Linked DNA regions of Macaca mulatta: region 1 is linked to region 2. A link is a contact called in public Hi-C data. All regions are on one chromosome and are shown on one strand. Each heading gives the region's core, a stretch centred on a gene start, on an enhancer-like site or on the middle of the called end of the contact. The rest is flanking DNA. Distances are from core to core; before and after follow the strand shown.

Evidence for each region. Hi-C and Micro-C count contacts between places; a contact is called where the count stands out from the background.
Region 1: a contact with region 2 is called in a Hi-C map of fetal cortex germinal zone, with 2.7 times the contacts expected there. The contact joins the promoter of XPOT here to the promoter of SRGAP1 in region 2. A contact is called at or near these places in 2 of 14 Hi-C or Micro-C datasets (fetal cortex germinal zone and fetal cortical plate).

The regions. Positions count from the first base shown.
Region 1 is chr11:71,525,262-71,532,873 of T2T-MMU8v2.0, reverse strand. It overlaps XPOT (exportin for tRNA), which reads right to left and starts at 4,476. Exons shown (of 25, transcript NM_001258184.1): 1 at 4,285-4,476.
Region 2 is chr11:70,980,699-70,988,222 of T2T-MMU8v2.0, reverse strand. SRGAP1 (SLIT-ROBO Rho GTPase activating protein 1) reads right to left here and starts at 2,125. Exons shown (of 22, transcript XM_015152204.3): 1 at 1,946-2,125. The coding sequence starts at 2,012.

The sequences.
Region 1 (7,612 bases), core at 3,227-5,726, 540 kb before region 2:
ATTAAGGTCCTCAAGCTTTTTTAGTCTTCAAGATCTTCTTAATAAGGTATAGAAAGTAATCATTTTCTACTTTAAATAGTAGATGCACCTAATTTATGCAGTATTTTACTTATCTCTGGTACTTAAAAATGCAATTGTGCAAGTGCAGTTAAGTATAAAAATGACAAAACCTATTTTATTACAGTAATTATAATACTTTGTCTACTTACAGATACCAATATCACAAACCTTCTTTAAAACATTAGAATGGCTGACCTCAGAGTTCAATATCCTTTGGAGTGTTTACTAAATACCACAACAGAAGTCTAACGAAAGGAACTTCAGTCATTCAGCTTTTGAGCAATGGACTTAGTTTTGCATTTTATAGATCTCTGCTTTTGCCAGCCAATTCTAGAAATTTCAAAAAAAAATTTTCAATACTAGATACAAAAACCCACAAACCAGCCAGGCACAGTGGCTCACACCTGTAATCCCAAACTTTGGGAGGCCGAGGTGGGCAGATCACTTAAGGTCAGGAGTTCAAGCTAGCCTGACCAACATGGTGAAACCCTGTCTCTACTAAAAAGACAAAAATCAGGCAGGCGTGGTGGCACACACCTGTAATTCCAGCTCCTCGAGTGTCTGAGGCACAAGAATCGCTCGAACCCAGGAGGCAGAGGTTGTAGTGAGCCAACCCTGTGCCACTGCACTCCAGCCTGGAGAACAGAGTGAGATTCCATCTCAAAAAAAAAAAAAGTCCACAAATGACTTAACACTGACTACTCTTATTTAAGATTTTTTTTTAATCTCTGAGAAGTAATCTACTTCTTCACAATATAGGTTCTAACATTCTCAAATAATAAGCCGCAAAAGGCATCCTAGTTTTTGATAGAATGTATATTCATTTGAGCAAACATGGAACAAACTCTAAATGATGTGAAAATGTTATTTATTTTCTCAAGACCTGTAAGGTAGGGAAACCGAGTCTTACTACTTCCATTAAAGGCTGTGGGGGGCCGGGCATGGTGACTCATGCCTGTAATCCCAGCACTTTGGGAGGCCGAGGCAGGTGGATCACTTGAGGTCAGGAGTTCAAGACCAGCCTGGCCAACATGGTAAAATCCCCTCTCTACTAAAAATACAAAAAAATTAGCGGAGCATGGTGGCACACACCTGTAATCCCAGCTACTTGGGAGGCTGAGGCAGGAGAATGGCTTGAACCCAGGAGGTGGAGGTTGCAGTGAGCTGAGATCATGCCACTGCACTCCAGCCTGGGCGACAGAGAGACTGTCTCAAAGAAAACAAAAAAAGGCTGTGGGGTATTTCATTTCAATTATAATAACCAAAGACGCCAAAAGACTAATTGGGTTGGGGGTAGGGGAGAAAAGCCTTTTAAGGGAATAGCAAAGCCAGGCTCAGATCCAGGTTACAGGATACCTACAACATGCTTTTCTATTTTCCTCTGAGCCTGCCTGAATCAAATAACTCAGGATATGGACTGAGAGCTTTGAAGACAGCTCAGCCCTTTCTCTTATGGTTCATATCATACTTGCAGACTTCAAGGCAGTGTAACTCCCTGCTGCCTTCAGATTATGATCCAAACACTTCTGAATGACTCCTCACTATTCTGCACCCCAGGTCAGCAAGGCCAGTGCTAGTGAACCACATGGCAGTTCTCCAATGGTATTCCACCTTTCATCTTTGCACACTGCTCTTTCTTCTTGTTAGTAGGTTAACCCCTGCTGTTCTTTGAAATTCAACATAGAAGCCATCTCTTTCAGGAACACTTATTTGACCCCTATTGTCCAACTCTCCCAAATTGGATTACATGCCCCATCCTAAGCTGTGCTATGTTGTCACTGCCAGCTTACTAGTTGTCTCTGACTAATCTTTTTTTTTTTTTTTTTTTTTTTTTTGAGACAGTCTCACTCTGTCGCCCAGGGTGGAGTGTAGTGGCACAATCTCGGCTCACTGCAGCCTCTGGCTCCCGGGTTCAAGTGATTCTTCTGCCTCAGCCTCCCGAATAGCTGGGATTACAGGGGTGAGCCACCACACCTGGCTAATTTTTGTAGTTTTTAGTAGAGATGGGGTTTCGCCATGTTGCCCAGGCTGGTCTCGAACCCCTAACCTCAGGTGATCTGCCTGCCTCAGCCTCCCAAAGTGCTGGGATTACAGGTGTGAGCCACTCGGCCATCTCTCATAATCTTAAAGGGCAAGGACTGTCTTCACTATCCATCGCTATGTCCCTAGGACATAGTAGAGCATAGGTTTTGGATTTCAAAGACCTGGGTTTATATCCTCATCTTGTCATTTTTAAATTGGGGCCACTTGGACAACTTACAAAACCTAAGAGAACCCTTTCTATGACATGGGAAAAAGACCATCTGCCTCATAAAGTTGTAAAGGCTTCAAAGAGATAAGGTATGCAGAGCATGGCTGGCACATAGTGAGCCCTCAATAGGTTGTTTATAATTAGAGGCAGGAACATGGGGGATGGAAACTACTTGGGGCATTCTTTTACTAGTAGATCAGCATTTTTAAAAGATAGAAAAACACAAAGAAAGGCACTGGTTCCCTTCGCTCCCCCTAAATGTTAAGAAAATCTGATGTATATTCCCCTGAAAAATGCACACAGAGGGAAAAAACAATTTCGGAGTTTCTAAGAATCCCAGATTGAGAAGTCCAATAAAAGCTTCCTTGAATTTGCTAGGGCTTTTTTAAAAAAATGCTGGCCGGGCAGGGTGGCTCATGCCTGTAATCCCAGTACTTAGGAAGGCCGAGCGGGGGAGGGATCACCTGAGGTGTACGGAGTTCCAGACCAGCCTGACCAATATGGAGAAACCCCGGCTCTACTAAAAATACAAAAATTAGCCGGGTGTGGTGGCACATGACTGTAAGCCCAGCTATTCGGGAGGCTGAGGTAGAAGAATCGCTTGAACCTGGTAGGCAGAGTTGCAGTGAGCAGAGATAGTGCCATTGCACTCCAGCCTGGGAGACAGAGTGAGACACTGTGTCAAAAAAAAAAAAAAAAAAAGCTTAAGCTTGGTCAAGTCACTCTGAAGCTATCAGGAGAAAAATCAAGTGGCCCTAAGGAAAACAGCCAATAAACCCAAGGAAACAAACTAGTTACAGTTGTCACTACAAAAAGAATCCTCCACAGAGAAGGCACTTGGACGATCAATATGCACACGGGGCACGGTGGTTCACGCCTGTAATCCCGGCACTTTTGGGAAGCCGAGGCGGGTGGATCACGAGGTCAGGAGATCGAGACCATCCTGGCTAACACGGTGAAACACCGCCTCCACGAAAAATACAAAAAGTAGCCAGGTGTGGCAGCGCGCGCCTGTAACAGAGCTACTCGGGAGGCTGAGGCAGTAGAATCACTTGAACCTGGAAGGCACAGGTTGCAGTGGGCCGAAATGGCATCACTGCACTGCAGCCTGGGCGACAGAACGAGACTCCGTCTCAAAAAAAAAAAAAAAAAAAAAAACCCCAAAATTTGTTTTAATACGGTAAACAATTATGCATCGTGCAAAGGTTCTGGGGGAAGGCGAGCAACATACTTGAAATATTAAGCCTTAACTTTTCCTGGACAGCCATTAAGAATCAAACAATTTGGAAAATTCCTCTACACCTACTGAAGACTGTTTCAAAGACTACGACTGTATCTTTCCAGCCTTTTAACACCACGCTGACAAGTCGGTTTAATAAAACTGAACTCTCCCCCCAACCCCCGCCCGCCACAACTAATTAGCACTTTCAAAAAGTACTCGTTTTTCTGGTTACAGGAAAACCTCATGCTTCTCTAGTCCTGCAGGATAGTGAGGAAGATTTGAGAAGAAATGGAGCGTCCGTGCTGGCCAATTACTGCACAGAAATAACACGTTTCCTCCTTTTTGTCCAGGAGTGGGGAAAGAATCAAGTTTGAGGTCTCCACAGTTGATAAGGCTACAACGATGACTAACGGGCTTGGGAACCACAGGCGATGCCGACCCTCCTCGGCTAGCCTTGCTCCCATCCCTCCCCCGATCCCTCCCCTAAAGGAAGCCTCGTGGCAATTCGGGTGATGAAACATCAGGCAACGGGCGGCCACGCACTCGGGACGCGCTCCTCGGCGGCGGCCCCGGATCGTACCCACCCCCACCCGGTCCGCCCAGCCTGGAGGTGCACCGCCATGGAGGGTCCCAAGCCTGCACCCTCCCGGGCGTCGGGACTCCCCTGGGCCGGTCCGCCCCGGCCAACTTCCTCGAAGCCTCACGCGGACCAAATCCGGCCCGGTCCCGCCGCCCCCGATCCCCGAGTCACCTTCCCTATCACTCCATCCCGCCTCCCAGCCTGCACTCCAGATGGTCAGCCAGCGGAGCGGAGCGGCGCGGCACGCAGAGAGCTCGAAGAGCGGCCCTCGTCCTCGTCGCCGTAGTCCTCCGCCACGGCCGCAGCGCCAACGCCAGAGACGGAGCTGGCCGGGACCGCGCGCCTCTAGTCGCTCCGCGTCCCCTGGCACCTTCTCTTGCGTGGCGCCGGGCAGGCAGGCAGGCAGGCAGGCAGGCAAGCAAGCAAGCGGGCGGGGTCAGCGCCCCAGGAAGGGAAAGAGCGCGAGGGCCGGCTAACGCCGCCGCCGCCGCCGCCGCCGCTGAGTCAGCGCGAAGCGCGCTCCCCGCGTCGGTGCCGCGCGGGCGGGCGCCGGCGCCAGCAGTCTCATGGAGAGTGCGGGCGGCAGCCCGCGGGCTGGGGCTGGAGGCCTACAACTCCCAGCATGCAGCGAGCGGGCGGCGCTTCCGGGCGGCGAGGTGCACACGCGCTCCCTGGCGCTCGCCGGAAGGCGTGGTCGCCGGGGCTTGAGGTGCATGCCGGGATGAGGCGTCCGGCACGGGAGTCCCTACCCAGCTCTTGAATCCCCGGCTGTGTCTGTCTGGTGTCAGAGCTCAAGCGTCAGGTTCGCCCCATGCGTTCCACAAAGGCTTCTAGTAGTTAAGAGTACGGATTCACGAATCAAGATGACGTGGTTCTAACCACGTGTGAGTCAGTTTAATTGCTTGCCTACGGCCCCAAGTGTCCCGAGTCCAGCAGTGTAAAGATCTGCTGGTGAGTGCTGACAGTTTTTCAAAATTTATGTATTTATTTATTTAGTTATTCTTTGAGATGGATTCTCGCTCTGTCGCCCAGGTTGGGGTGCAATGGCGAGATCTTGGCTCACTGCATCCTCCGCCTCCGGGGTTCAAGCAGTTCTCCTGCATCAGCCTCCTGAGTAGCTGGCATGACAGGTGCGCTCCACCAGGCCCGGCTAATTTTTGTATTTTTCTTAGAGACGGGGTTTCACCATGTTGGTCACGCTGGTCTCGAACTCCTGACATAAAGTGATCGCCTGCCTTGGCCTCCCAAAGTACTGGGATTACAGGGGTGAGCCACCGTGTCCGGCCCAAAATTTATCTTAAACAGACTAAAATTCTGTCCATCAAAAGAAGGAGAGCATTCTTAGGAAGCCCTACTCACGGGTTCTTTCGATGCCACTAAATGTCACTTCATTTATTTGGTCACAGATTTATTAATGTATTAATGCAATATAGAGGCAGCGTAGGCTTAGGCTGCCTCGACTTGACTGCCAGGCCGCCTCCTTACTAGTTGACCGCAGGCACTTTACTTTAGTCTATCCATGCTTCAGTTTACTAGTATGTAAAATGGGGATTGTAATAGTACGGACCTCAAAGGGTTTCTGTGAGGTTTGAGTTAATACATGTGTTTGACACACAATGTGCTCAATATTTACATTTCATTGTTGATTATTCAATATGTACGAAATACAGACTAGGTTGCTGCCCCAGACTACAAACAAAATTTGGAGAGGGAGGGATGGTAAGAGCATAGAATAAAACTAATGTAACAGTTTCACGGCTACATTTATATAGCTGGACAAGACACTACACCAGGCATTTCCTATATAAAATACCTTGTGAAACCCTGTCTCTACTAAAAAATACAAAAAACTAGCCGGGCGAGGTGGCGGGCGCCTGTAGTCCCAGCTACTCGGGAGGCTGAGGCAGGAGAATGGCGTAAACCCGGGAGGCGGAGCTTGCAGTGAGCTGAGATCCCGCCACTGCACTCCAGCCTGGGCGACAGAGCAAGACTCCGTCTCAAAAAAAAAAAAAAAAAAAAAACAAAAACAAAAACAAAAAAACAAAAACCTTGAATCACTCTGGCATCATGTTTCTAATTTATGTGTTTAAAATGTCAGGCTAGTGGCTACAAGATGTAGCTAAAGGAGAATTGGGTTTTGATTTTTTTTTTTTTTTTAAGAAAGGGTCTCGCTCTGTTACCCAGTCTGGAGTACAGTGGTCATAGCTCACTGCAGCCTTGACCTCCCAGTCTCAAGCAATCCTCCTGCCTCAGCTGCCCAAGGAGCTGGGACTACAGGTGCACACCACCATACCTGGCTAGTTTTGTTTTTGTAGCGATGGGGACTTGCTGTGTTGCCCAGGCTGATCTCTAACTCCGAGGCTCAAATGAACCTCCCACCTCAGCCTCCCAAAGTGTTGGAATTACGGGTGTGAGTCCCTGTGTCAGGCCTTAATTTTCTTCACACGGCTTTCAGTTGGCTTCCTAATGAAATAGGTTCTTTGTTGTTGTTCTGTTATACAAATTTTCTTTTGATTGTAATCCTTGCATGCACTATGTTTCTACTATTCAAATTATTAATGCTAGGTATCTCTTGTTCTACTTCTGAGAAAACCAAAGTCATGGTGTTCTCAAGACGAGAGATAATTCAACAAAGCCTGTGAATCTCCTTCATTTGGAATCTCTCTGGGTCCAATCTGTTTTCCACTGCTAGGTTGCTGCTGCTAAAGCTATATCATATGAAACCACCCTCCCTAAAAGCTCAGGGACCATCTCCAAATAGGAGGGCGAGTGCGACTGTAAGAGCTGGATTGATGGGTGGAATCTGGAAGCTAAAGTAACTCCATCTTTGGTACTAATCTGCCATGTTGGCTTCTGATTAACCCCTGTTCCCGGAAGTCCTCTTAAGATTTCAAGTTGTGTGAGAGCACATACTGTAAATCCTGCCTTTAGGTCAAAACCTTGATGTTATTGTGCTTCTGTTGTCTACACATCCTGATGTGGTTTGGCTGTGTCTCCACCCAAATCTCATCTTGAATTGTAATTCCCATAATCCCCTCAGGTTGTGGGAGGGATCAGGTGGAGATAATTGAATCATGGGGGTGGTTTCCCCCATCCTGTTCTCATGATAGTGAATTTTCATGAGATCTGATGGTTTTATAGGGGACTTCCCCCTTTGCTGGGCACTCATTCTTCTCTCTCCTGCCGCCATGTGAAGAAGGACATGTTTGCTTCCCCTTCTGCTGTGATTGTAAGTTTCCTGAGGCATCCTCAGCCCTGAGGTACTGTGAGTCAATTAAATCTCTTTCATTTATAAATTACCCAGTCCCAGGCAGTCCTTTATAGCAGTGTGAGAACAGACTAATACACATCCCTTCTGAATTACATATACCCTTTCCATATGGGGGTTAATGGCGAGGGGATCCACCATCTTGTTTCACTGTTGCTAGAGACACAGACATGGCTTCTATTCACAAGTTGCTATTAAATGTTCCTTTCTAAGAAAAAAATTCTCAGGCTA
Region 2 (7,524 bases), core at 876-3,375:
AATGCTTATATGATCTGACTCCGTGATATTCCCTTATTCCCACTTTTGTGTATGGATGTAGTGATCTAGGTTAGATACTGGATGTGTAGGTTACTGAAGGAGGAGGTAAAGCCTGGACACAGGGCAGGCAGGTACGGTGAAGAGTCCTAAAGCAGCCTAGGGACTTGTGGGTGTGTGGAAGGGAGAAGTGTTGAAGGAAATAGGGAGAAGGTCACTGGCTGTGGGAGAGACTTAGTTCCAAATGTGATTTTCACCACGTTCATGATTTTTCTTCCATTTGAATTTGACAGACACATTGCAACACATCCCATTTCGCTGATTTTCCAATAAGGATTTGATCACTGGCAAGTGACCTTACAGCAAAGATAAAGAAATCAACATTTGGAAGTGCATTTGCCAATTAGAGCTCCAGGCGGCAGAAAAACCAGACCGCCACCCCTTGAAGACCTGCCACAAAGAGCCATGTGGAAAAACTGCACAGAGAAATGGTGGTTGTGAACAAGAGTACTGCCTTGGAATGAAAGGTTTTAGGCTATGTTGGACTCACCGAAAAAAGAAAGGTTAGTCTCATTAGAAAGTTTACCTGGCTCTAAGAAAATAACGGCTAACACAACTTCCATAGCAATAAAACAAGTTCCTGTAAGTATAAATTATCATAATTCCAAGCAGACAAAAATCTGTGTCTACTGAACAATGTTTAGCTTAACTCCGTTATAGGGGTCAGCCTAAAGATAACCTAAGTTATCTTGCATATTGTGTCTGCTGTGGCCACAATGAGTTGGTCTCGATTCACACTGGATGATACAGGATTTCTCCACCAGGTCCTCTCACTGGACTCCAGGCATTTTTACAACTTGACCACACAAAAGAACACTCAGGCTGCTCCTCCCTTGCTCAAGGGAAGTACAGTAATGCCTTTCTCCGTAACCCTTTCATAAGACTGTGCATAGACAAACACAGGTGTGTACATAACAATCTTTATGAACTTTGCATTGAATGTGTCAAAGAACAGCGGGCGATCCCAACATTCCATCCATTGTCTCAATCAGGAAAGCTACTCCTGAGACATCAGGAAGGAGGAGGAAAAAATTCAACTAACATATGTTTACGAAACACTTCAGCAGCAAAAAATACTTGTATTGGAGAGAAAATATATTTTTTTTAATCACAAGGCATAGAAAGTAAAAATAATTAATCAGCCTTAATTAGGTTTCCTTCATTAGTTGACAATGCAAATCGATTGAAACTACTACTCAAATATTCAAACCTTCATTTTACATGCAAGTGGCTTCCAGCAAATGATAAAGCAATATTCCCATGTGAATGTGAAAGATGGCAATGAATTCTGGCCCATTATAAAGGAGGAGTCAGATTCCACTAGTCACTGCTTCGTTTAACTGCCAGGCTTTCAGGGAGCTATTTAATAAAAGGGGGACTCGCCCTAATAAATTGTGAGCGGTGTAAATAGGTGAGCGGTGTAAATACCTGAAATAGCCTGCACTCAATGAGGCTGGAGACCGCGTGGGGTTCACAGACTTTACAAATATGATTCCGTAAAAAAATTACGTAGTGACAATCATACTATTTAAAAAGAATAATGACGGTGATAATAATAGCTGGACAGGATGCATCTCTGCTGTCTGCTTCCCACAGAAGTTGCCCAGCTGAAGGTGGTTAAGTTAAAGCCAGTCCTCTCCCCATTGGAGATGCGGGCTGGCAGCTGGCGAGGGGAGGTCACCGGTTTCCAGCTTCCCGTGGGTTTGACGGGACTGGGATTGCAACTGGGAACTAAGTGACTTGTAGGAAGCCCGGGTGGCTCAGCCAGGGCTCGAGCTGTCCCCTCACCACCTTCCTCCCACGCAGACACCAAGTTAGAAACGCAACTCCACAAGCACAATGACAAGAAGGCACACAAAAGGAGCAAGGCAGCCGCTCCCATCCTTACCTTTGACTTGACTTTCATACTCGGCTATGATCTCTTTGTCCTTCTTGAATCGGCTCGGGGTGGACATTATCCAGCTGTTCTGGGTTTGCTTTCAATGGGCAAGTTCTGTTCAGTGGTCACAACCAGTTCTCCTTGGAGAGGCAGAGTTGTACTCTCACACGCCGGGAATCCAGAGGCAGCGCCGACCCGAGGGAAGGGAGGAGGGAGAGGAGAGGGAGGAGGAGGAGGGAAAAAGGAGCGAGTAGAGAGGACTAGATTAGCCCGGGCGCTGGCACCATACTCTCGGAATTGAGCTCCGTCGGTGATCCCAGGGAATCCCCGGGGTCGGGGCTGGAGAGGCCGGACACGCAGGCAAACTCCAGCGAGCGAGTGGCGGGGGACGTCTCCCTGCCCACCTCGCCGAGAGCCCAGCCACTTCCTCTACGGCCGCTGGGCGGGCGCGGGGCTCGCGCCGGCGCTCCGCACCATTGTTCGAGACACGCACCGGGCGCCCGGGACAGGACCAGCGGCGGAGAGCAGGCGCCGGGAACGCGCCCAGGTCGAGCGCCACAACCCTCCCTTCCTGCCTCCAGCCGCCGGCTCCGGCGCTCAATGGTCCCGCCCGGGCTGGGGATGCTGCTGCCACGGCCGCCGCTCCTCTGCCCGCAGACACCGCCGCTACCGCTCGGCAGGCGAAAGGAATCGCAATCCTAACGCGAGTCCCCGCTGCTGCTGGGAGGGTGAAGGCGGCGACGCTCAGACGCGCCCTGGGCACAGCTCCGGCGGAGTTTAGGTCTCTAGAGCCGGCGCCGCGAGAGGCCTCTGCCTCCCTGGCCGCGGTGCGCCGAGGCTGCCTTTCTCTGCGTCCCCCTTTCCGCTGCTGCCCCCAGGAGGCCGCCGGTGACAGGCACACTCGCACACGCACGCGGGAGCCGCGCCCCCGGCGGCCGCAAAGTTGAGGATGCACATACGGCTCGCGCCTCGCGGGCGCCCGGCGAGCGATCTGCGGGCGGCGGCTGCTCCGGGCTCCGCCAGGCGGGGCTAGGCTCGCGGGAGCGGACGGCGCTCGGGTCTGTGCCCTTCTCCGTCCAAGCCCCCGCCCCTGCTCCGCGAGGAAACGCCTGGCTGGTCCGGGAAGATGGATGCCTGTTGTGGCCAACCGCAGCCCGGCCCCGCGCGCCGAGCCCAGGAGGCCGTGGGCGGTGCCCCCCGCACCTCTCCGCCGAGGCGCCGCTTCACCGCTGGCCGAGGTCGTGGCTCCGGCTGCAGGAAAACCTCTTCCCGACCTGTGGGACCGCCTTCGGGCTCTGGCGGGGGCTCTGGTGGGGCTTTTGCCAGAATCTAATGGGGAAGTCCAGAGTTGGATGTCTCCATGACACAAAGGGACGTTACTCCGAGACACTGGACCCCAGTAGAAAAACTGAACACTGAATTGTGAATGACCTGGCTGTTAATCCAAAAAGCGCGAAGCTCTTCAATCGAGGCGGAGAAAAACACCCACCTTGAACACCATATCCTCTATTCCTACAAGTAACTAGGGAAGCTAGGATGGTGGGAAAGCGACGGTATGGGAAGTCACACGGTGTTGTTCGCTTACTTATTTATTTACTAAACTCCAGATTTTATTCCGATTTTACTAATGTTTTCTACTAGAGTCATTTCTGTTCCAAGATCCAACACAGGACGCCACATTTCACTTAGTACTTTTACAATTTTTTTTTCTTTGTTTTGGGTTTTTTTGTTTTTTTTTGTTGTTGTTGTTGTTTTGTTTTTGTTTTTGTTTTTTCAGACAGAGTCTCAGTCTCGCCCAGGCTGGAGTGCAGGGGCACGATCTCTGCTTACTGCAACCTCCGCCTCCCGGGTTCAAGTGATTCTCCTGGTTCAGCCTCAAGAGTGGTGTGACTACAGGCACCCGCCACTATGCCTGGGTAATTTTTGTATTTTTAGTAGAGAAAGGGTTTTGCCATGTTGTCTAGGCTGGTCTTGAACTCCTGACCTCAAGTGATCCGCTCACCTCGGCCTCCCAAAGTGGTGGGATTACAGGTGTGAGCCATGGCGCCCAGCCTCATTTTTAACAGATACCTTTTACAAGATCTGTCATGTCTAGTCTCTTTTTATTTTATTTGTTTATTTTCATTTTAGTACACACGGGGGTCTCCCTATGTTGTCCAGGCTGATCTGAAACTCTAGTCTCTTTTTGAACAATATAACGAAGAATTTACCTTGCCATCCTCGCATGGTTCAGGTGTTATTTGTGTTAAGTACTTTAAATCCATACTTGCCAGCCTGTTAAACTTTTTTATTCTTTTTTTTTTTTTTTTGTAGAGATGAGGCCTTGCTCTATTGCCCAGGCCGGTCTCAAACTCCCGGCCTCAAAAGATTCTGGCTGGGCACGGTGGCTCACGCCTGTAATCCCAGCACTTTGGGAGACCGAGGTGGGCAGATCACGAGGTCAAGAGTTCGAGACCAGCCTGGCCAACATGGTGAAACCCCGTCTCTACTAAAAATACAAAAATTAGCCGGGCATGGTGGCATGTGCTTGTAATCCCAGCTACTCAGGAGGCTGAAGCAGGAGAATCACTTGAACCCAGAGGGTGGAGGTTGCAGTGAGCCGAGATTGCACCACTGCACTCCAGCCTGGGCGACAGAGCAAGACTCCTTCTCAAAAAAACAAAAACAAACAAACAAAACAACAACAACAAAAATTCTCCAACCTCAGCCTCCCAAAGCACTGGGATTACAGCCATCAGCCACCACACCTGGTTTTGTTAGCCTTTTTGTCTCACAGTTACCACTTGAGATATTTACTGACTCCCTTCAAATCAATTCTCAAATATTATGGACCTGATTTCTCAAAATGATGTGTCCGAAGGCGTGTCCCCTATCAAGTGTTTTCCCTGCAAGATCTAAAGAAAGTAGGGACTTTTAGACTTTGATCATTCTTTCATGTATCCAGTGGTCGGCTCTCCAGTTCTTAACTGTGTGCCAAACACCAACCTAGGAACTAGGGGATTCAGAGATTAACACTGCCGGAAAGGATCATACAGTCTATTATTGTATAAATAAATAATTACAAGAGGTACAATAATGCTGTGAGAGAGAGAAATACTCCCAGTCTTGGGAGCACTGGGGATGGAAAAACAGACTGCAAAAGAGGATTGGGTGTAAGAGTTCGCAGAGGAGTGGTATTTGAGCTGGATTTAAAGGATGAATAGTAAGTAGCTGGCAACTTTAGGGAGGCAAAGGGATGCATTCCAGGGAAAAGGAAGAGTGTTATACTCTAGAGGAATTGCAAATAGAGTGACAAGATATCTTCCACTAAGATACCAGATCTCTGATAGATGGTGAAAAATAATGTAAAATTTTTAATATATGTATATGCATGTGTCAGCTGATAGTATGTGGACATTGTTAATCGCACTGCTTTTTTAAAATTTAATTTTAGCAAATTTTTTTTTTACTTTATAACAACAGAATATATGTAAAGAAAATATGCCAATTTTTTTTTTTTTTTTTTTTTTTTAGTTTTTTTTCATTTTACCATACAGGCGGTTATACTATGGCACCCCTGGCTGCCCTAATTTCACGTGGAGTTGTCTTATGTGAGAGTGTACGGTGAAGAGAGAGCAGAGGCTGGAAAGGAAGGTCAGGGCCAGCTGGGAGAGTCCTCCTGTGCCATGCTAAGATCTTGGACACAGTTCTGCAGACAGCAGGGAGCCTTTTACGTAGAGAAGCATCACGATCAGATTTGTGTTTTATAAAGATAACTTTTGGCAGTGTAGAAGGATGGGTTAGCCAATAGAGAAAGAGAGGCCAGGCAGGCAGCCCACTTAGGTGATAATCATAGTCACATCTAAATGGAATTCATATCCATGGTGCTGTTGGGATTTGTTTCATATTTGCACCTGGGAAGGACAAGTTGACAGCAGAGATTGCAGCACCTAGAAATGAATTGTTGCCTGAGTCTAGACCTAAACCAGTGTGTTGCAAACAAGCCCCAGAGACAGGGTGCCCAGAGGTGAATCCTAAATCTGCTCTTTCCTAAGGGATCTGGTAAAAATTACTATTTCTCTCTAGGCCTTAATTTGTAAAATGGGTTACAGACTATCCTCATCTGTAAAATTGGTTAATGCCTAAGTCCTGGGGATGTTATAAGCACTTACTGAGATGAACCCTTTAAAGTACTTGTAGGCCATGGTATACACCCAGTGAGTATTAGTTATCTTTACTATTATTATCTCAGTTTTACTCTTCCTAATAGAAAGCTATCTAAAAATCAGAGATAGGCTGGGCATGGCGGCTCATGCCATAATCTAAACACTTCAGGAGGCTGAGGTGGGAGGATTGCTTGAGCCCAGGGGTACAAGACCAGCCTCATTTCTACAAAGAATAAATAAAGATCAGAGATAATATTTCATCTTTAATTTTATTATGGTGTCCAATACACAGTCAATAAAATGTATCGAATATTAATGCCACCATTGGTAGGCCACCATTTTACTGTTGTTGAAGATGGGATATACCCATTAAGGTAAGAATTTTGCACACATTCTCAGAAGAACCCTACATGGTGGACACCATTGTCCTCATTTTACAGATAAGAATCTGGAGGCTCAGAAAGTTCAGTAAATGTCTGGCCTGGCAGAGTCAGAATTCCAGTTCACATCTGCCTATCTCCAAAGTAGGTACTCTTTCCAACTTTCCATTCTGCTTCCTATGAACTTACGATTCCTTTAAACTTGTGAAGTGAGTTCAAATAAATAAAATGTGTGTGACTGAGTCATGGGTTTCTATTGGTGGATCTCTTTTCTGATCCAGCTGTTTAGTGTAATGAACAAGTCAATTCGTCTTTCCATTATTTTCTTTTAACTTTTTTTTTTTTTTTGACACAGAGTCTCGCTTGCCCAGGTTGGAGTGCAGTGACATGATCTCAGCTCACTGTAGCCTCCACCTCCTGGGTTCAAGTGATTGTCCTGCCTCAGCCTCCCGAGTAGCTGGGACTACAGGCGCCCGCCACCTCGCCCGGTTAGTTTTTCGTATTTTTAGTAGAGATGGGATTTCACCATGTTGGCCAGGCTAGACTCGAACTCCTGGCCTCTGGTGATCCGCCCATCTAGCCCTCCCAAAGTGCTGGGATTACAGGCATGAGCCACTGCGCCCAGCCAGTATTTCTGTAATTTTCATTTTTCAGATTTTCTTTATCTTTCCCATAGTTAAGAACCCATTTCAGTTTACAAAGTTGGGTATGGAGAATGCCTATGATTTAAAATCCAGAAAGCCAGGGTGACCCGTTTGGGAGACAGGCAACCCTGGTTCTGGCTCTCCCGCCAGTTCTCTGTGACTTTGCTCCACCTTGTGGTAGCTCTTTTCTAGCTCTAAAACAAGAAAGACTGCACTTGGCCCCAGAAAACCTGCCTCTCCCCTGCCACACTCCCATTCTTTAGGGACATGTGAGAAATCTGGAGTGCCTGATGGTTGGGACCACTGCTACATACTAATCCACTCTGTTATCTAGCATGGTCCTTTTTAGACTGCCCCCAAAGTTCCATATGTAGAAGTTAATTTACCACTTGACCATATGCCCTGGGATAAGTAAGAGT